Linked DNA regions of Mus musculus: regions 2, 3, 4, 5, 6 and 7 are each linked to region 1. The links are chromatin contacts, called in public Hi-C, capture Hi-C and promoter capture Hi-C maps. All regions are on one chromosome and are shown on one strand. The core of a region is the stretch at or near the end of the contact, and the rest is flanking DNA. Distances in the headings are between cores, read along the strand shown. Region 1 holds the start of Mob2 (MOB kinase activator 2). Region 2 holds the start of Mtg1 (mitochondrial ribosome-associated GTPase 1). Region 3 holds the start of Dhcr7 (7-dehydrocholesterol reductase). Region 4 holds the start of Nap1l4 (nucleosome assembly protein 1-like 4). Region 5 holds the start of Slc22a18 (solute carrier family 22 (organic cation transporter), member 18). Region 6 holds the start of Kcnq1ot1 (KCNQ1 overlapping transcript 1). Region 7 holds the start of Ric8a (RIC8 guanine nucleotide exchange factor A).

Region 1 (2,597 bases), core at 69-2,568:
ATGGTCTTGACTTGGGACTTTTCCCTCTCCAGATCTTTCATTATTATTTCAGTTTCATCTCAGGTATTTTTTGCTGATAAAACTGCAACCCCACCCACTCCCAGTGCCTGACTGTTCATGCTATAAAGAAGGAATGGACTGGACATTTCCCAGCATCCTGGAATGGTTCTTTGGGGAAGGTGAATCCCATTTCAAGTATATGACAGCTGTATTACAGCAGGCAGTTGGCCTGAAGGTGTTATCTGTCTGGTGCCTGATATTCATGACACTCTATTGAAGACACTAGTGAGTTAGGTTGTTGTGATCCTTCTGCTCAACTGTGTGCTCCTGCAAGCATCTCTCCAGTGTAGAGAATAGAGAGTCAGCCTTTCAAAAAGTATTCAATGAGTTCCTAGTACTGGTCAGGCTCTGGAAAGAGCGGACAATAGGAGAGATACCCTGGATCATGAAGAGACTTACTCGCTGGAGAGAAGTATCCTGGATAATAGAGGCTCACCCAGGAGCCAGAGGGTACAGCACATAGAGGAAGGGAACAGATGGGGATTGAAGGGGACAATCATGTCCACTGGGGCGGGCAGCTGGGATGCAAATGAACGGCCAGCAAAGCTAAGGGACACAGAAGAGGCAAGTGTGGTCAGAACAGTTCTGGCAGAGGCACTAGGTGTGGGCAAAAGATGATAACAGTGGGAAGATGGACATCAGGAGGGATGTAAGCAGCAAGGGGTGAGGCACTGCAGAGGAAAGGAACACATCCTGCAGAGCAGAGGAACTCCGATGTTCCAGCCTGGGGGGTCTGGATACTCCCAGGTCTGGGATACTGGGGTCAGGGATACTCAGGTCCCAGGAACTTCAGACTCCCACGGGTCTGTGCATTCCACAGATTCAGGCACGCTGGTGGTAAGGTTCACTCCTGGGGTCAAGGCACTCTATAGTGTCCTAACACTAGAGGTGTGCAACACCGGGGTCACTCTAGAGACACCGGGGGTGTGATACTCCAGGATCCAGGGCACTGCGCAATGACAGGCAGTTTGCGAGTCCGAGGCACTCTGGAGTTCCGGGCGTCTGGGTTTCTGGGGCCCTCTGAAGTTATTCTCACTCTGGTGATCCAGAAACTCTGGATGGTCTTCAGATACAGGATGCTCCTGGGTCTCGAAGCCCCGAGGTTGGCGATGGGGAAAGGTCCTGACACTCCAGAACAGGTACTCGGGACATCGCCGCAGGGGCCGCTGGGACTACGCGTCCCAGCAAGCCGTGCGCGCGTCACGTCCGGCAGCGGGCGGGAGCCATCGAGTGTTTACTTCCGGCCGCCGGCGGGGCTGAGGCCGAGCGAGGCGCGGGCTCCGCGCAGCCATGGACTGGCTCATGGGGTGAGTGGCGGAGGACGGCGTAGCGCGGCGCTGCGCGGGGCGGCGGCGAACGTAGGGAGCGTAGGGCGGCGGGCAGCGGGTTCCAGGAGGGGCCGGGGCACGGAAGGACGGCCAGCCGCTGCGGGGTGCTGGGAGGCCGGGCAGGCGGCCGGCCGGCCGGCCGGCGGGAGAGAGGCCCGGTCCCCGAGGCGCTGTCCCGAGAGGCCGCGGTCCCTCGCCGCGAATCGACGGGCCGCGAGTCGGGCACCTGGCACTGTCGGTCGTCGGTCTTCGCGGGGCCTGCGAAAGTTCTTCCGCCCAAGTGACTTTCTTCCAATTTACTTTTGAGGAGAGTGAGAGGCGGGCGCTCCTAGCCGCGCGCGCTCTCCCGGCGGCTCGGTTCTCGACCCTGTGGCGGTGTCCGCGGCCCTGCTGTGGGGTCCGTATAATCCTGCTGGACCACAGAGAGAGCCGGCCTTCGGCTTCGGCAGTACGAGGGCTGCGCGGGACTCTGGAGATAGAAGCGGGGAAGGCGGAGGAAAGTGTAGTGGTGGCACTGTCAGGACGTCTGAGGCTGTTTGACCTCCCAGTGCTGCAACCTAGGGAGACAGCGGACTAAGTGAGCAGCCCCAGGGATAATCAAGAGACTAAGGGAGGCCGGGAGCCACATAGTGCCACTCAGGACGTTAAGTGTGGGTGACACGGGGGACTAGGCGGAGGCTCATCTTATTTCTTCAAGAGGAAGCCCTGTCACTGGTTCCTATCTGCTTCCTAGCTATGTGGTCCTCTCTAGACTTTTTTGTAATGGATCGTCTGTCAGATGGAAGCTGTGAAATCTGCAGTACAGGTTTACTGAAGGGTTAACTGAGGTAAGGGCCAGCACATGTTTTGCATATGGTAAGCTTGGCAGATGTTATGTCCTGGCCTTTAACAAGGTCTCTGAAGCCCAGGGGTTTTAAGCATAGGACACATATTTGAAACCAGCCTATTCCAGACCATTCTTCCTTTGTGCACTTGTGGAGAGGGCCAGCACTTGACTATAACTTGGCCAAGGTATGGTTTCACTGCAAGTGAACTAGATCTGTCAGCTTGGTGACTGAGGAAGCTGACCACTGCTGTATGTGTAATTTTTCCAGGCTCATACCCATCCAGGTGCTTTTTGCTTGGAGGCTGACCAGAAGCCAGTCGTTAAACTCCTCTGTCCCTCTTTCATAGTATTACTATAAAAGTAGGAAGAATGGAAGTTGCAGA
Region 2 (2,597 bases), core at 72-2,571, 1.9 Mb after region 1:
TCAAAGTAAACAAGAGGCTGAGACAAATAAGATATCAGATGGGCCGGGCGTAGTGGCACACGCCTTTAATCCCAGCACTTGGGAGGCAGAGGCAGGCGGATTTCTGAGTTCAAGGTCAGCCTGGTCTACAGAGTGAGTTCCAGGACAGCCAGGGCTATAAAGAGAAACCCTGTCTGGGGGGGGGGGGGGGGGAGAGATATCAGATGGGAGCCTAAAAATAAAAACACCAGCCTAGACCCCACGAGGGAGATTCTGATCTAAAAGGGCCCTAGCTATTGATGTAAAAGCCTCCCGGGAACTCTAATGTGTAATGAGAATTGGAAAACACTGCTTTATGTCCCAGTAATTACAAAAGAAGCTGTCGCAGCTGTAGACATAATGATGGACCAGAGGCAGAGCAGACTAAACTGTCTGAAGGAGATGGAGAGGAACCAGGAAAGCATCCTGCTGCTGCCTTTACAGTCGAGCAGAGGTGCTCCCCTCTACAGCGTAAAAGGATATCCTGGCGTCATGAACCTCGATAACACAATCCACCGACTTCAGACTGCTCTGCATCTTCTTTAGTCCTAGAAAATAGAGGGGCACTAAGGAAACAGCCAAAGGGGGCAAGTTTAAGTTCTCCTAGGGGAATACATCTGAGAACCATCAGTGCACACAGGGTTAAAGGAGGCAGCATTCTGAGCCACGTTCCACGGTGCCCCGATGGTTCTGGAAGGTACATTTCACACAAGATGGTCTTAATCAGGAAGTTCCTGATACTGTGCGGACTTAATACCCTCACTGCACAGAAACACTGAGGCTCCGCACCGCAACTGCCACCTGTCCACTCACACTCCCGGCGCCTTTTCTGCCACACACTATAATCTCGCATGGCTGCGGCAGCCAAGACCACAGCAAACAGCAGCCTAGGACCGCACTACGTCTACAGCTGCCTGGGGCCAAGTTGTGACCTATAAACTCAGACATCAGCTTGCATGTGACTTAAAGGGACCACTCAGTGCGTCTCAAAAGTATCAAGCACAAAACAGCTCTCCAACCCGATGCCAGGAAGGCGAACCAAGGAACCGCCAGGACCGGCGCCCGTGCCGCCTGCAGCCCATGCTGGCCTCACCCTTGGCCATGTGGCCGGGGAACCAGCGTGCTACATCGTGACCTTGCAGAGGGAAGCACTCGCGCCAAGCGCCCCGGACGGCACCCCATGCCTGCGGCCACAGCCTCATGTCACTGGTGTCGGAAGAGTTCGCAGTCGGACCGCCTCCGCCAGGGCCTGGATCTGCTCACAGGGTTCCGGCGCGCCTGGGTTCCGTGCGCGACTGCGCATGCGCCTGACTCGAGCACTCTGGGATAAGCAGGGGCACGGGGTTGGCCCGGTAGTGCTCCATTCTCAGGATTCCTGAGCTTATGTGAGGTTCTTTTCAGGGATTTGAAGATAGTCTCCTTTTTTTTCTTTTGGAAAGACGATATATATATATAAAATATTATATTTGCTCTTATGTTGTGGTTGCGCACACTTTTTATCCCCAGCACCAGAGGCAGAGGCCAGTAAGTGGCTCTCAGTGTGCTTGAGACCAGCCTGGTGGATTCCAGAGCCAGTGCTACATGGTAAGACAGAGAAAAACAACAACAAAAAGACTCAATTTCATTTATTTATATTTTTTCTCATTTTTAATAGGTATTTTCCTCATTTACATTTCCAATGCTATCCCAAAAGTTCCCCATACCCACCTTCCCACTCCCCTTTTTTTGCCCTGGCGTTCCCCTGTACTGGGGCATATAAAGTTTGCAAGTCTAATGGGCCTCTCTTTCCAGTGATGGCCTACTGGGCCATCTTTTGATACATATGCAGCTAGAGACAAGAGCTCCGGGGTACTAGTTAGTTCATATTGTTGTTCCACCTATAGGGTTGCAGTTCCCTTTAGTTCCTTGGGTGCTTTCTCTAGCTCCTCCATTGGGGGCCCTTTATATTTTTATTTGAAGTGTCTGTGTATGCCATGTGTTAGCGGATACGCCCAGAAGCCAGTGGATCCTCTGGACCTGGAATTACAGGGGCTTTTGAGTTGTTTGACTGGGTGCTGAGAATTGAACTTCAGTCCTGTGCAATAGCAGCAATCATTCTTAACCTCCAAGCCATCTCTCCAGTCCCAATCTGGAGATTTTTCACTATATTCCAAATCTTTCAGGTTTGAGGATATATAGCATGGAGGATAACAAGCTGGCCTGGCCTAGCATGCCCAAGATTCTAGGGTTTCATAGGGAAGCCAGAAGAAATTGGGCTGCTGGCAATGAAGATGTGGCTTCTCCATGGTGGGAAATTGGCCTAGAAATTTAAACTTAAAATCTAGGCACATTTTTCTTCCTTTTGAGACAATATCTCACTTTGTAGCCTACGCTACCAAAACTCAGGCAGGTGTGACAGCACACACCAGTAATCCTAGCATATGAGAGATTTGAGGCAAGAGGGTCAGGAACTCAGGGTCAGCCTGAGCTTCATGAGGCAGTCTAAAAAAAGTCGTCTTTCTCCCTCGTATACTCATATAAATCAATGTAAGGAAATTGAGTTGTCCCCTATCAGTTCCCGGGCCTGCCTTAGAACTTTC
Region 3 (2,597 bases), core at 65-2,564, 1.8 Mb before region 1:
GGAGCAAGAGCAAGAGCTAGACTCCCTTCTTCCAATGTCCTTATATTGTCTCCAGCAAAAGGTGTAGCCCAGATTAAAGGTGTGTTCCACCACACCTTTAATCCCAAATGAAAGGCATAGCCCAGATTAAAGGTGTGTTCCTTAACTCGGAGATTAAATCTTCTGGAATCCATAGCCACTATGGCTCAAGATCTTCAAACCAAGATCCAGATAAGGATCTCCAAGCCTCCAGATAAGGGTCACTGGTGAGCCTTCCAATTCCGAATTGTAGTTCATTCCAAATATTGTCAAGTTGACAACCAGGAATAGCCACTACAATACACTAGCAAGATTTTATCGAAAGGACCCAGATGTAGCTGTCTCTTGTGAGACTATGCCGGGGCCTAGCAAACACAGAAGTGGATGCTCACAGTCAGCTAATGGATGGATCACAGGGCTCCCAATGGAGGAGCTAGAGAAAGTAGCCAAGGAGCTAAAGGGATCTGCAACCCTATAGGCGGAACAACATTATGAACTAACCAGTACCCCGGAGCTCTTGACTCTAGCTGCATATGTATCAAAAGATGGCCTAGTCGGCCATCACTGGAAAGAGAGGCCCATTGGACACGCAAGCTTTATATGCCCCAGTACAGGGGAACGCCAGGGCCAAAAAGGGGGAGTGGGTGGGTAGGGGATTGGGGGTGGGTGGGTATGGGGGACTTTTGGTATAGCATTGGAAATGTAAATGAGCTAAATACCTAATAAAAAATGGAAAAAAAAAGTTGTATCTACTTTGATTGGTGTTACCCAAACGCAAAAGGGACAGGAATGAGAAAGGGCTCAGGTTGATGCACAGGGAATCCAGACTGCTGTGAGCCAAAGAAGCAGGACACACCCATTCCCTCTGTGAGCTCTCTGTGAGCTCCTACTGACAAAATTGACACAAATTAACTGAACACACCTGCGAAGTGGAAACTTTGAGAGATCCCTTCCATCAGACTGGCCTGTGCTTGTCTGTGGAGCATTTTCATAACCGATGATTGATGTGACGGCCTTGGCCCACTGTGGGTGGCGCTACCCCTGGCTGGTGGTCCTCAGTGGTGCAAAAAAAAAAAAAAAACAGGCTGAGTAAGCCTTCAAGCAAGCCAGTGGGCAGAAGTCCTCTTTGGTCTCTGCTTCAGTTCCTGCCTCAACTTCCCTTCATTACAGACTATGAGCTATAAGGTGAAGTGAGCCCTTTTCCTCCCCAGCTGCTTTTTGCCACGTGTTCATCACAGCGACAGAAAGCAAACCTGACATTACTTTTGGTGGCAGAAAACAAGCCTTTCATGACCTATCAAAAGTCGCTCAGATGGCAAAGGAAATGATCCAGGACGCTCTGACCTTGGGCAACAGCGGGACGCTGAGACAACCTTACTGCGCAGGCGCTCCTTAGGGCCCTACTTTAAAGGGTGCGCTTTGTGCAGGATCTCCGCGGGGGCGGGGTCTCACGGAAGGGCGCGCACTGCGAAAGTGAGAAGGGGTGTGGCTGTGGAGGGCGAAAGGACGGGGCTTCCGGGTAAGACACGGTCTGCGCCGGCGCAGTTCTGGAGGCGGTGCAGAAGCTGGGCTATGACGGCAGAGGGGCGGGGCTATGGCGAGCCGTGGGGAGGGGCCTCTAGGAAACCAAGCTACGCAGGCGTAGACCGGACAGTCCGGCTAGTATCTTCCCTGTGGTCTCCGTTATTACACCGTCCCAGCCTGGAACCTGTAACCAGCATGGGCCGGAAAGTGACCGTGGCCACCTGTGCACTCAATCAGTGGGCCCTGGACTTTGAGGGCAATTTCCAGAGGATTTTAAAGAGTGAGTTTTGGGGTGGCGGGAGACAGGAAGAAGTCAAAGTCCACAATGGGTAGGACATGGCAGTCCAGGCCAGCTTTGCCCAGGAGAGACTCACAGCGCTGGGCGTGGGAACAGATAGAAGGGTAATGCTTGGTGAGCTTTCAGGGCGACTTCCTAATTTGGGGGACATGTGAGGAAGCAAGGCAAGAGTGGAAATAGGAGTGCCCTGCCAGCCAGGCAGACACTGCCCTCATCCATCCTCTAGGATCTGGTGGGTCTCTCTAAGGTTACCTGGGGCAGGGCTGCGCATTCTTGGAACTGTTTCATTGAGATCTAGGCGTTTGCAAAGACTAGAGATCCGTGTTCTAGGGCTCCTGAGGACATTCCTCATGGATTGGCATTGGGAGAAGGCATACTGAAGCCAGAAGAGGTCTCAGGTCAGAGAAGGGTGTTGGCGTTCCATATACCTGTATTGTTGACATTCAGGTCAGCTCATCATTGCCCCCAGAAGATAGAACTGGGGATACTCTGTGCCCAGCTGCAGACTGCTCACCTCAGGTTATCCGTGCTGGAAGCCTCTGCAGGAAGGCTAAATAGGAAAAACAAGAAACAAGCAAAACAACAAGAAAAACCCAAATGTATTATTTATTTCATGTACATATGCACGCCATAATGTGCATGTGGAGGTCAGAGGACAACCTGCAGGAGTCAGCTGTCCTCTTCCACCTTGTGGGTCTGAGTGAGCAGTTCTCAACCTGTGAGCCACAACCCCTGTGAGGGCCAAATGACTCTTGGG
Region 4 (2,597 bases), core at 55-2,554, 1.5 Mb before region 1:
TCGAGTTCCAGAACAGCTAGGGCTACACAGAGAAACCCTGTCGTGGAAAAGCAAAACCAGCCACTAACCAATCAAAATGTCAGGAAAAAAAAATGTATGTCAGAAAAAAATGTAAGTAAAAACATACGAGCTTATTTACTTTCCTTAATTTTGTAAGCGAAACTGTTTATACATAGTTCCAATTTAAGAATGAAAGAGAAGTAATACAGAAAAACAATGCTGTAGACCTTCTGGCCTTCAGTAACCACACTTCATTTTAAGTTTTTGTTTTTCAGACAGGGTTGCATGTTGCTCAGACTGGCCCCACACTGGCTACATAGTTGGAAGTGACAAACTGCTCATTCTGTCACCTGTATCTCTTATCTCAGAAGTACTGGGATTGAAGGCATGCATGTTGCACCATACCCAGCTTTGTTTCCAACTGCCCTGTTCGTAGAATTTGTTAGGAAAACACACATTATCTGCAAGCAAGTTATTTATTCTTATCAGATGTTGTCTATTGCTTCAATGAAAACACCATGACCAAAAAGCAAGTTAGGGAGGAAAGGGTTTATTTGGCTTACACGTCTATATTGCTGTTCATTACTGAAGGAAGTCAGGATAGGAACTCAAGCAGGGCTGGAACCTGGAGGCAGAAGCTGATGCACAGGCCATGGAGGGGTGCTGCTTACTGGCTTGTGCAGCTTGCTTTCTTACAGACACCACCAATAAGCCCAGGGGTGGTACTACCCACAATGGGCTGGGTCCTCTCCCACCAATCATTGAGAAAATGCCTTACAGTTGGATCCTATGGAGGCATTTTCTCAAAGCTCCCTCCTTTCAGATAACTCTAGTTTGTATCAAATTGACACACAAAACCAGCCAGTACAGATGTGCTGAACTTTTCTATCAGAAGGGTAGTCCCATGCCAGGCAGGCACTGTAGACAGAGGGTCAGAAGGCCTTGAGAAGTAGGCGGTGCTTTTCCCAGGCCGGGGGAAGGCAGGGAGTTGTAAGTAATCTGGAAAGAGCGTTGCCGATGTGGTCCAGGAAGCTCAAACCCTAGAGGTTGTAACAAGCCCAAAGTCCTACACGCGCGCCCAGCAGCCCCTTTAAAGAAGCACGAACTGCGCGTGCGCCGGAACACACGTCACTACTCTAACTACATATAGCTCGCGGGCTTAGGCTGGACGCCGTGCTCCCTCAACAGATTTTGATTGGATACCGCCTTTCCTAGTGCCTGGTGCAGTTGATAAACAGCTCTATTGTCCATTCGTCGCCCGTTTTGCTCGCAGAGGGTGGAGCCCGGCGATACGGCCAATGGCAGGTGGTTTTGTTGGCGACCACGGCGGTGCAGCCCCGGAGCGAGCTTAGGACAGGCGCCACTGCCGCAGGAGGCGCGAGGTGCGGTGCTGGCGGGTAACGGCGCGGCGGGCGGCTGGCGAGGGACTGGGGCGGAGGAGGCGGAGACGGGGAGGAGTGGGCGGCGCGGGCAGGCCGACGCGCCATGGCGGCGAGCAGAGGCGGGCGGCGACCGGGTCAGAGGTCCGGGTGGCGGGTGGCGGCGGATGGCGGGCCGGTCCCTCCTCCGTGCAGCCCCGCCCCCGGCTGAAGGTCAGCGCGCTTTGTTCCCGCCGCCCGAGAACCCACGCGAAGCGGCGCAGGCGGTTCCTTGAGAGGACAAGGCCTCCCCAGCGAGGTGGGCCTGGGTACGCCTCGTCTCAGACCGCGCCTGGGAAGGAAGGGGTCTACTGGGCCGCCGCCTCGCCCTTCCGGGCTTTGCATGCTCTCCGCACAGTGCCCCGGTCTCTGAGCCAGACCTCACTCTCTGAGCCTGCGGTGGAGGCGGAGCCAGCCTAGTGACACACACTGAGCCTTCAGACCCGGGCGCCCCTAACGGGTTCAGGGTCGTCAGCAGTACCCCTTCTTCCGAGGGTATCCTTGGGGCAAGTTGGCCCGCACTTCCTCCAACTCTGCTTCGCTGCCTCTTGGAGGAATTTCCGCGGTAGCTTCCGGCGCGTGCGCTGCGGTAACGAGCATATGCATATTCCACAGCAAAAAGACTCAAGTTTAAGTTTTTGGTCCAAAAGTTAAATGCTTTTAAGTTACTGCCGCCTTCCTGTCATAGTAGTTGCTTCCTCTCGGTGACTAATCTCCGCTTACTACACACCAGGGGCTCCTTTAAGCTCCTGACGTGTCTTAACTCATTCACAATAGTACGTGATGTAGGTGCAACAGGCTGACTGTGCATTAGCAAGAAACGCCTGGGTTTTGAAGTGGTTCGGTTTGTGGAATATTTGTAGGTCTGACAGATGAGCGTACCTAATCTGGAAATCCAAAATGTGCTCGAAAAGAAGTGGGTTTTGGGACGTTCTGATTTCTTTTCTTCTTCTTCTTTTTTTTTTTTTTTTTTTGGTATAGGAGTATTCGACCTGTATTGCAAATTAAGTCCCTGATAGGTTAAGTGTGATGGTACCTTGCATCTAAATTCAAATAGATTTAATCTGGCTCAGTTTTAATAATAAATGTTTATTATTAAATAAATAACGTATTGAAACAAATATTCAGATGAACAGTAAGATTCAGAGAAAGCAGGGCTTTGATAGGACTAGAGTATAG
Region 5 (2,597 bases), core at 29-2,528, 1.4 Mb before region 1:
TCCCGCCCCGGAGCTCGCTCCACCCACCCTGGGATCTGGGCTAGCCCGCAACACAGTCTCTGAGCATTCATTGGCCAATCAAGACACGCCTCCTGAGGCTCCCCCCCCCCCCCCACGGGGCTTGCGAGGTTCCCAGTGTTAAGCCTCAGCCCTGCCCTGGACTCTGGTTCCAAGGAAGTTGGAATTCTGACCACTCAAGCACCACAGGGTGTTCATTTAGGGTTGGAGAGTGAAGACTAGGAGAAGAAGGAGGAGGAAGAGGAGGGGGTATGGCTCTGGGATCCAGAAGAAGGGAAAGCAGAAGCCAGGAGAGGCACAGTGATACTACACTTGTGTGGGCAGTTCTTGTGCTCCAAATCTCTCTCCACTGACCAAAAGGCTTCTGGAAGCTATAGAAATGCCCCTCCCCCTGTCTGTCCTGTTCTCACATTTCTGGAGGGTCAACACTCTGGCCCTGACCAGTACTATCCATATTCATTCATCTTCAGACAGATTGATCACTGCTAGGAAACCAGACGCTCTTTTACACGCCCACCCCACCTCTCTACCTTGCAGCCGAGTAGGGTCAAGTCACAGGCCACAACATGAAAATCAGATCTCCTTTGCTGCATGCACACCCCAGCTCAGCAGATCAGAAAAGGGAGGAACTGGGACAGGGTGCCCAGGGATGCCCAGTGAGAACATGTCTCAAACTGGGCAGTTAGAGGCATGGCTATTGGCATTCTAACCAATGGATCAGGCCCAAGGCTCTGTCTGTCCCCAGGTATGTGCCGTATGCTTGGGGTAGATTCCACCTTGAAAATTGGGATGGGAGATGTGTTGCAGGTGTGGATGTTAAGTGTTCTCAGTTCCTCTGCCAAGAGGTTGTAGGAACCCATCCCAGCTCCCGGAGGGTTGGAGGAGACCCAGTTAGCCAGGGCTTCCATGAGGGATGAGAGGGAGGCTGATTATGGAAAGGAGAGGACTCTGAGGCCAGGAATCTCAGGACTCCTGGGGTCCAGAGTCCAGGCCCTTCTGAAGTCCATGGGGGTAGAAGTGAGGGATAGTTCCTGTCAGGTCAGCTCCCTGATGGGGTTAATTCTTACCTAGTGTGCAGGTGACATCTTTATTGGTGTCAGGGTTTTGGGGGCAGAGCTTGGGGGTTGAGTAAGACTGCCTCAGGATAGTTTGGGGAAGGCCAAAGGTCCTCCAGCGTTCATAATAAACAGCAATGGGAGCAGGCTACTTACCCACAAGCAGAGCTTGCAGTTGTGGGGGAACCGGCAGGCCAGGCCGAATGATTCTAGCTTTTGTGCTTGTTCTGAACAGGCTCCAGAGGGGTGGGGCACTTCCTGGTTGTGAGGGAGTGTGGTAAAATTGCCCTTCTGGCTAGAGAGGAACAGGGAACCCTAGAACCTGGGATCACCTCCTGAAGAGGAAGTAGCTTTCTCTAGGGATCAATATCACTCACATGAGGCCACTGTTCTGCCAAGGGGACCAACCCAGGCTGCTGTAGGAAGGGCTGATTCTTATCTGGAGCCAGGTTGGGAGGCAGCTTCCCAGTGGGGTCCTAAGGAGAAGCACAATGTATCAGGTGTAGGAAGGGTAAGTCAGGCAGTAAGAACAGTGTGGCAGGGCATAGGGGTGAGCTCAGGCAACTGAGAACACCTGATAGGGCTTAGACTTAGGGGGTCCTGCGGGGTTAGGGGCAAAAATAGAGGGGTGTGAGCATGGCCACAGGTGCAGAGAAAGTGACTACTGTGTGCTGGTGTTCAGGATAGCCCGGAGCTTCCCCAAGAAGAGAGATGCTGCCTATATGATTTCCTGGGCCTAATGATGTGTCTATGAAGCAGGAACCTCCTTCATCCATAACCATTGAGTACCTACTGTGTGCAGGTGACCTATTTAGTGGATATCATTTGTTTATTTTTGCCAATTTCATACATGTATACAATGTATCTTGTTTGTATGCACACTTAACTTTCTCTTCCCATTTCCCCTCTAATAACCTCCAATATACCCCTTTCTTCTTTCATTCTCTCTGTCTCTGTCTCTCTCTATTTCTCCTCTCTCTTTCACTTTAGAGTTCCGTGAGTGCCACTTGTTAGACTGTTGACTGATGCTATTGCCTTGATCTTGTTGAGGTAGCTATGGCTACAGTGAATTCCTTCCCATCCTCTGGCTCTTACAGTCTTTCTGTCCCCTGAACCTTGGAGGTCAGGTTGATGCAGATGCCCCATTTAGGGCTGAGCTGTCCACAGTCACTCATTCAGCACTGAGTTATGAATTTCTTCCTCAACTGTTGCTCACTGCAGAGAAGCTTCCCTGGCTAAGACTAAGAACAGCACTAGCCTTTGTCTACAAACGAACATTTAGAAGGGAGTTTGATGACATTCACTTAGCAAGACAACAGGAGTAGATTCCCTAGAGCCTATGACCGCCCCCCCCCCCCACGCCATATTTTGACTGAGTTCACAGTACCAGGGATGAATTTCCTGCTGTAGAGCAGGACTTGGTCCAAACCAAGAGTGATTGGTTACCCCCAGACCATTTGCACTGAATCTGCACATCTTGCTTGGTGGGTTGGTGTTGTAGCATGCAGGGTTGGCTGCTGGGTA
Region 6 (2,597 bases), core at 32-2,531, 1.2 Mb before region 1:
GTAGCTTCTGAGGGTAAAAAGGAACTGTCTGTTGCTAGAGGATGACACCAGTTTCTCTTTTCTCCAGCTAAATAACAACAGGAGAAAAAAAGAGAAAAAGAACAGAAAAGAAAAAGAAAAAGAAAAAAAACCCAAACCTAAAAACCGTGCCTTCCCCTCCTTCCCCCACATATACTCAGTCATCTTTGGCAAGAGAGCTTCCTGGCTGTTTTTGTAGACATATATTTTCAGCAAAAGCAGTTAAGATGTATGGCTTCCTTGCGTGCTTTAGATGACCACACCCTGGCCTGTTCACAGGACTGGCTCTCCCTCCCCTTCCCCTAAATCCTGTTTGAAGTCAATTCTGGGTAGGGGTGGTTTGGAGAATATACCCAGAGTTCCACATGCTAAAACTATAGTTTGCACAGAAATCTGCATTCCCCCCCCTCGCCCCAGGCTTGCTTATGAATCCTGGGCAAGTGGATTGTCCCCCAAATCTGGCATTTTGTCAAGTTTCTCCAGGCTTTAGGTCAATGCTAGATACAGGGTGGTGCGTAGACAGTGTTAGTCAAATAAATGCATGGATAAGTAAGTGGACAGAGTGGAAACGATCCTGAACACTCCAGTGACAGGGCCAGGAACCAAGAGAATCTGGAGGATGGGTCGAGTGGCTGGGGTCTAACCTCAGGACTATCATTACCTAGTTTTATAACATGGGCAGACCCAGGGCCCCCTCCTTTTCATAAGTAAGATAGCCCCAAGACTTTCCTTACTTGGTGATTAAAAAAAAAAAAACAAGCAGGGTGGCCTCCTTGTGTGCTTTAGATGACCACACCCTGGCCTGCACAGTAGGATTCCATGGGACAGCTGAGAGGGTGGATTGCTTTTTTGCATCCCAAGGTCAGGCCAGAGCCAGGGGCATACTCATCTTTGGCCATGAAACCGTTTAGGTACATTGGCTGCCTCAGGTATCTGCCCTGTACTGCATTGAGGTTGGTCTCACACTTATTCAGAGTTAAGAACCCCAGGTTCAGCTAGGAAGGGATGAGGAAGGTAGGCCTTAAGGGGTGGTGGACCCAGCAGGCTAGGTCGTACAATCCTGTACAAGCTCACCCAATCCAAATGCTGGAGACATCAGGCTGTTTCCTCTTGGCCAATAAAAATAGTCAGCACAGAGCTATCTGTATCCAGCCTATCATGAGGAAGAGCTCCCTAGTCATTATTCAGCATCTGTCCAATCAACAGTGTCGTGGCTGCCACGTCACCAAGGTCTTGGTAGGTGGCCTAGCCGTTGTCGCTAGGAGGAACAGTTGCCTCAGCACGTCTGCGCAGCTTTCCTTGCGGCGCCCCTCCGCGTGGTCTATGATGGTGCATTTTGGTCCAGTCAGGCCCGGTGTGGTCGGCCTCATTTTGGATTACTTCGGTGGGCTTCTCCTCGGCGTGGTTACGGTCTAGTACACCTTAGTGTGCTTTTCTCTGCATGGTCCTTCCCAGCGTGGCTCGTCTCAGCAGCGTGGTTTTCATCCGTGTGATCGTCCTCTGCATGGTTTTTCACGGTGAGGTCATATCAGCCAGCCACCAGCCTCAGCATATTTGTCCACAGTTCTTTTGGAGCTGCCTCTGCTCGGATCACTTGAGCACTACACCTCAGTCCCGACTAGCCATCCTCAGTGTGCTTTGCTCAACGCGATCCTCCTCAGTGTTTGTCCTGAGCCTAGACCTCCATGGTGAGGTCTTATCTTGTTTCGTCATGGTGGTCGGCGATATGGTCCGATCTGCCTCAGCAATTGGGTCACTTCCGTGTGGATCGTTTCAGCACGGATCACTCCAGCGCGGTCGGCTGCCTTGGCGCGATCCACTTGGCTTCTCAGCATTTTTTTTTAGCCTGCTGGGTTCTCTCAGTTTTTCTTCAACACGCTTCTTTTCCCTCTGTGTGATTCTACTTGGAGAGCTTTTCTGTTCAGCTTGGTTCCCAGCGCTTCTTTTTCTCGGCATGGTTCTCCTAGGTATGGTTTTTTTCTCAGCGCGGGTTTCTTCTCTGAGTCAGCACGGCACAAGTCGCAAGTCCGCGTGGCCGCGCTCATCATAGCCTCCCCCTCCTCGCGGCAAGCACTCACGGCCAGAAGCAGAGGTGATTCGTGCCGCGCTTTCGCGGCTGGGCTCCATCTTCGTTTTGCCGCAGTGGCTCCGTATTCGTTTTGCAGTTACGGCTCGGTCCTCGTTTCACGGCCGGTCCTCGTTTCACGGCCGTGGCTCAGTTCTCGTATTTTGCGTCCACGTCCCCATCTTTGTGGCCCAGGCTTACAGAAGCAGGGGTGGTCTTGAGGCCCTTTGAGCCCCGAGGTCGGTCGAGTCCCAAGGTGAGTGGCCTAGGACACCGGCTCAGGCCTTCGGATTCTAAACCCCGGGCCGAGTCAGAACGCACTGGAGCTGAAACCGAATCGGGTCTGGAGACCCCTGAGCTTTGTAGCCCGGTGTGGCCAGCACCAAGGTAGTGAGTGGAGTACGTGTTGTTATGTGGTAGCTGTTTTAATGCTGAGAGTGAGGGGCTCCGTTCGGAATGTTCGCGCATGGTGGGGGAAGGGTATCGTGGAACTGAGGCTGGGGAAGGCTGCTTA
Region 7 (2,597 bases), core at 73-2,572, 1.2 Mb after region 1:
TGCACAGTGCGGCTCAGGCACCTTCCCTGAGTTCCCGCCTACACCATCCTCTAGTCCTCGCCATATCTGATACCCTGCAAGCTGAGGTACAAAGGGAAGCAAACTGTCCCACCCGAACTGAGTCTCAGCCAAGACTTCCAACCTACCTCATCAACTTCCCTCTTGACAGAGTCAAAGGTGATATTAAAGAGCACTTTGAGGATCTCCATGGCCCTCTCCGTCTCTTGGGCTGGAAGCATCACCGGAGGGTTTTCTTTGGGGGCCACGCCCAGTGTTAGTTCCAGCGCATCAGTCAGCAGGCGTACACCGTGCAGCTCCTGAAACAGTTGCTGGCGCACATCCGTGCGAAGGGCTGTTAGCAGGAAAAGGAGCCTCAAGTCAAAGAACTGGACTTCGTGGGGATAGCTCCTCTTGCGGTACAGTCCCACACGCTCCGCTAGCCTCACCACCAGGCGAGCCTCTGCTGCTAGCATCTGTGCTGTTGGACTGCTGAGCACAAGATTACACAGGCATTTGAGAGACTCGAGGAGGACATCCATGTCTGGGGACTGTGGGATGGGTTCCTCTGAGACGGTAATGTCAGCATAGCAGGCTAGTGCATGTAAGCTCTGGCGGCTGGCAAATGAGTCCAGGCAGCTGCGGTCTCGGGATAGGATTCGGATAGTCTGCAGCCAGGTGACACGGTGCTTTGGTGACAAGCCCTGCTCCAGGACGGAGACCAGTAGCTTTGCGAGTCTCTGTGGGGTCGAACAAAAGTGGTTCCACTAGGCCCTCTTCTTGGGGTCAGCCCGTGCCTGCCCTAGGAGCCCTTGGGGCTGACACCTACCTTCCTGTCCTCCTGCTGGGCATCATCGAAGGTGAAGCTCTGAGAATGCTGCAGGGAGACCCAGGAGGCTCAGATCCACATGCAGGTAGGACCCGTGCTCCTCGAGTCAGAGCAGACCTCTGAAGCAGCATCCATCGCTCTGAACCTTAAGGCAAGGCCCACCCTAGCCTCCCATACACCTGCCCCACCACACGCCACCACAGAGCCACCCGAGGGACCAGCCCACCACCCACCGCCGTGCTCCCTGCCACCACTCGCACGCACACCCCAGCCGAGTTGCGCGCACACCCCTGCTTCCTCTCTTCCTGAAATTTCCTCGGCAGCCGGATGCCTCTCACCTCCCGGTTGAACGACCGCAGAGCTTCTGTCACCGCATCTTCCTCTCCGGTCTCCAAGGCATCCGCAACTGCCCGGGGCTCCATGGCCCCTGGCACCGGGTGCTGGAAGGCTTGGGCTGGGAAGACGCAATCGGCCAAACCCCGGGGCTCCGCCCAGGTCCGGAAGCCCGGCGTCCACGCGTGAGGGATGCTGGGAGAGCAGCCGAACCCAAGGGTGTGTACAGGCGCCTCCGACTTAAGGTGGAGCAACCCGGCTGTGGTCGCTGAGCGGCTAGTCTTGGAGCGGCGATGCTAGCTAACCAGCCAGGCAGTGTCCTCCTTTTGAGCCCTCCTCTCTAGCCCGAGTTCCTGGCAGGCGGGGGGTGGGGTGGGATGGGAGGGTGGGGAGTGGGGTGTGGCTTGGCCCGCGCGTGGACCGTCCTCTTTACGCTCTTGTCCCCGTACTGTGATAAAAAAGGGAGCGCCGGCTCCTGGCCGCTTAATCAGTTGGGGAAGACGATTCTCGCGATCCAGGCCTTGGAGCTCATCTTCCATAGGGAATAGGGAAAGAGAAGTACAACGACTTGGATGGTCAAAATAATGCACGTGGTTAGCCGGGCATAGTGACGCACGCCTTCTTAAATCCCAGCACTCGAGAGGCAGAAACTAGCAGACCTATCTAAAAAGAATAGCCACCAAAGTAATACGGTTATTCTCAAGAAAATTGCAGAGAAGGAAGTGAAGAACACCCGTGGAAAAGCCACTCCCGCGAGAGGAGCAACGGAGGGGCGGCCAGCCGAGGCGTGTCTGAGGTTAGAAGCGTAGGAGCGCTGTGTAGCGGGGAGCCAGGTCCGCACGCCACTTAGCTGAGTCGGTGCCCCACAGTGACACATACAAACAGTGCTCCAGTGGATGATGTCACCCGCCGTGCTAACCGGCTCTGCCCCTACTCAGTGGCAGGCCCCGGCCGTCTCCTTCACCAGTCTCTTTCGGGTCTGCCTGTCCTCCCCATCCAGTTGGATTTAGCAGCGCCAGAGGCATCCGACTGATTTACTGAGCTGGTTCCTAGCCTCTGCTCCAAATTTGGGTCTGAACACCTGCTCCGAGTAACACCCACAGCGCAGGACTAATATTGCTGACCAATCCGTGGGTCCGAATGCTGGTGGCCCGCCCTTCCCTTATTTACATTCCCGAGAAGCACTCCAGGTCTGTTTCTTCCGCTTCAGAACCTTCTCCCGGAAGTTATTAGCCCGGAGGCGGAACCGGAAGACCCGGGTACTGGTGCCACGTCCGTTGCTGTGCTGCGAATTCCCTGAGTGGGACCCTGGAGGGCGCGATGGCAGATTGGACTCGAGGTGAGAGCACTTGAAAGGCAGTAGAGGTAGGAGGGGAAGTCTAAGTCTGGAGCTGGAGACATCGCTCGTTTCTCGGTGGAAGGACCTGCGTGGGGTGGC

The links. Promoter capture Hi-C pulls out the DNA fragments that hold promoters and counts their contacts. Hi-C and Micro-C count contacts between places; a contact is called where the count stands out from the background. Capture Hi-C pulls out chosen DNA fragments and counts their contacts.
Region 2: a contact with region 1 is called in a Hi-C map of neutrophils, with 6 times the contacts expected there. The contact joins the promoter of Mtg1 here to the promoter of Mob2 in region 1. A contact is called at or near these places in 1 of 39 promoter capture datasets (pre-B cells), 1 of 484 Hi-C or Micro-C datasets (neutrophils) and 1 of 9 other capture datasets (adipose tissue).
Region 3: a promoter capture Hi-C map of liver shows a contact between it and region 1, with 3 times the contacts expected there. The contact joins the promoter of Dhcr7 here to the promoter of Mob2 in region 1. A contact is called at or near these places in 3 of 39 promoter capture datasets (embryonic stem cells, liver and pre-B cells), 2 of 484 Hi-C or Micro-C datasets (B cells and CD4 T cells), 1 of 115 datasets of contacts at active chromatin or transcription factors (large pre-B cells) and 3 of 9 other capture datasets (adipose tissue, liver and pancreatic islet).
Region 4: a contact with region 1 is called in a capture Hi-C map of macrophages, with 5 times the contacts expected there. The contact joins the promoter of Nap1l4 here to the promoter of Mob2 in region 1. A contact is called at or near these places in 2 of 39 promoter capture datasets (hippocampal neurons and liver) and 1 of 9 other capture datasets (macrophages).
Region 5: a contact with region 1 is called in a promoter capture Hi-C map of liver, with 5 times the contacts expected there. The contact joins the promoter of Slc22a18 here to the promoter of Mob2 in region 1. A contact is called at or near these places in 4 of 39 promoter capture datasets (the C10 cell line, hematopoietic stem and progenitor cells and liver).
Region 6: a contact with region 1 is called in a promoter capture Hi-C map of embryonic stem cells, with 2.4 times the contacts expected there. The contact joins the promoter of Kcnq1ot1 here to the promoter of Mob2 in region 1. A contact is called at or near these places in 1 of 39 promoter capture datasets (embryonic stem cells) and 1 of 484 Hi-C or Micro-C datasets (CD4 T cells).
Region 7: a contact with region 1 is called in a promoter capture Hi-C map of liver, with 2.5 times the contacts expected there. The contact joins the promoter of Ric8a here to the promoter of Mob2 in region 1. A contact is called at or near these places in 2 of 39 promoter capture datasets (erythroid cells and pre-B cells) and 2 of 9 other capture datasets (adipose tissue and liver).

Annotation. Positions count from the first base shown.
Region 1 is chr7:142,059,755-142,062,351 of GRCm38.p6, reverse strand. It overlaps Mob2 (MOB kinase activator 2), which reads left to right and starts at 1,318. Exons shown (of 5, transcript NM_028308.2): 1 at 1,318-1,367. The coding sequence starts at 1,351.
Region 2 is chr7:140,136,288-140,138,884 of GRCm38.p6, reverse strand. It overlaps Mtg1 (mitochondrial ribosome-associated GTPase 1), which reads right to left and starts at 1,321. Exons shown (of 11, transcript NM_199301.2): 1 at 1,112-1,321; 2 at 502-566. The coding sequence starts at 1,220.
Region 3 is chr7:143,821,884-143,824,480 of GRCm38.p6, reverse strand. It overlaps Dhcr7 (7-dehydrocholesterol reductase), which reads right to left and starts at 1,314. Exons shown (of 9, transcript NM_007856.2): 1 at 941-1,314. It overlaps Nadsyn1 (NAD synthetase 1), which reads left to right and starts at 1,629. Exons shown (of 21, transcript NM_030221.2): 1 at 1,629-1,822. The coding sequence starts at 1,738.
Region 4 is chr7:143,547,827-143,550,423 of GRCm38.p6, reverse strand. Nap1l4 (nucleosome assembly protein 1-like 4) reads left to right here and starts at 1,304. Exons shown (of 16, transcript NM_008672.3): 1 at 1,304-1,382.
Region 5 is chr7:143,472,470-143,475,066 of GRCm38.p6, reverse strand. It overlaps Slc22a18 (solute carrier family 22 (organic cation transporter), member 18), which reads right to left and starts at 1,278. Exons shown (of 11, transcript NM_008767.3): 1 at 1,230-1,278.
Region 6 is chr7:143,295,231-143,297,827 of GRCm38.p6, reverse strand. It overlaps Kcnq1ot1 (KCNQ1 overlapping transcript 1), which reads left to right and starts at 1,281. Exons shown (of 1, transcript NR_001461.5): 1 at 1,281-2,597. All of the region lies in intron 11 of Kcnq1 (potassium voltage-gated channel, subfamily Q, member 1), which reads right to left.
Region 7 is chr7:140,856,122-140,858,718 of GRCm38.p6, reverse strand. It overlaps Ric8a (RIC8 guanine nucleotide exchange factor A), which reads right to left and starts at 1,322. Exons shown (of 10, transcript NM_053194.4): 1 at 1,165-1,322; 2 at 827-874; 3 at 147-737. The coding sequence starts at 1,248. It overlaps Bet1l (Bet1 golgi vesicular membrane trafficking protein like), which reads left to right and starts at 2,336. Exons shown (of 4, transcript NM_018742.5): 1 at 2,336-2,498. The coding sequence starts at 2,480.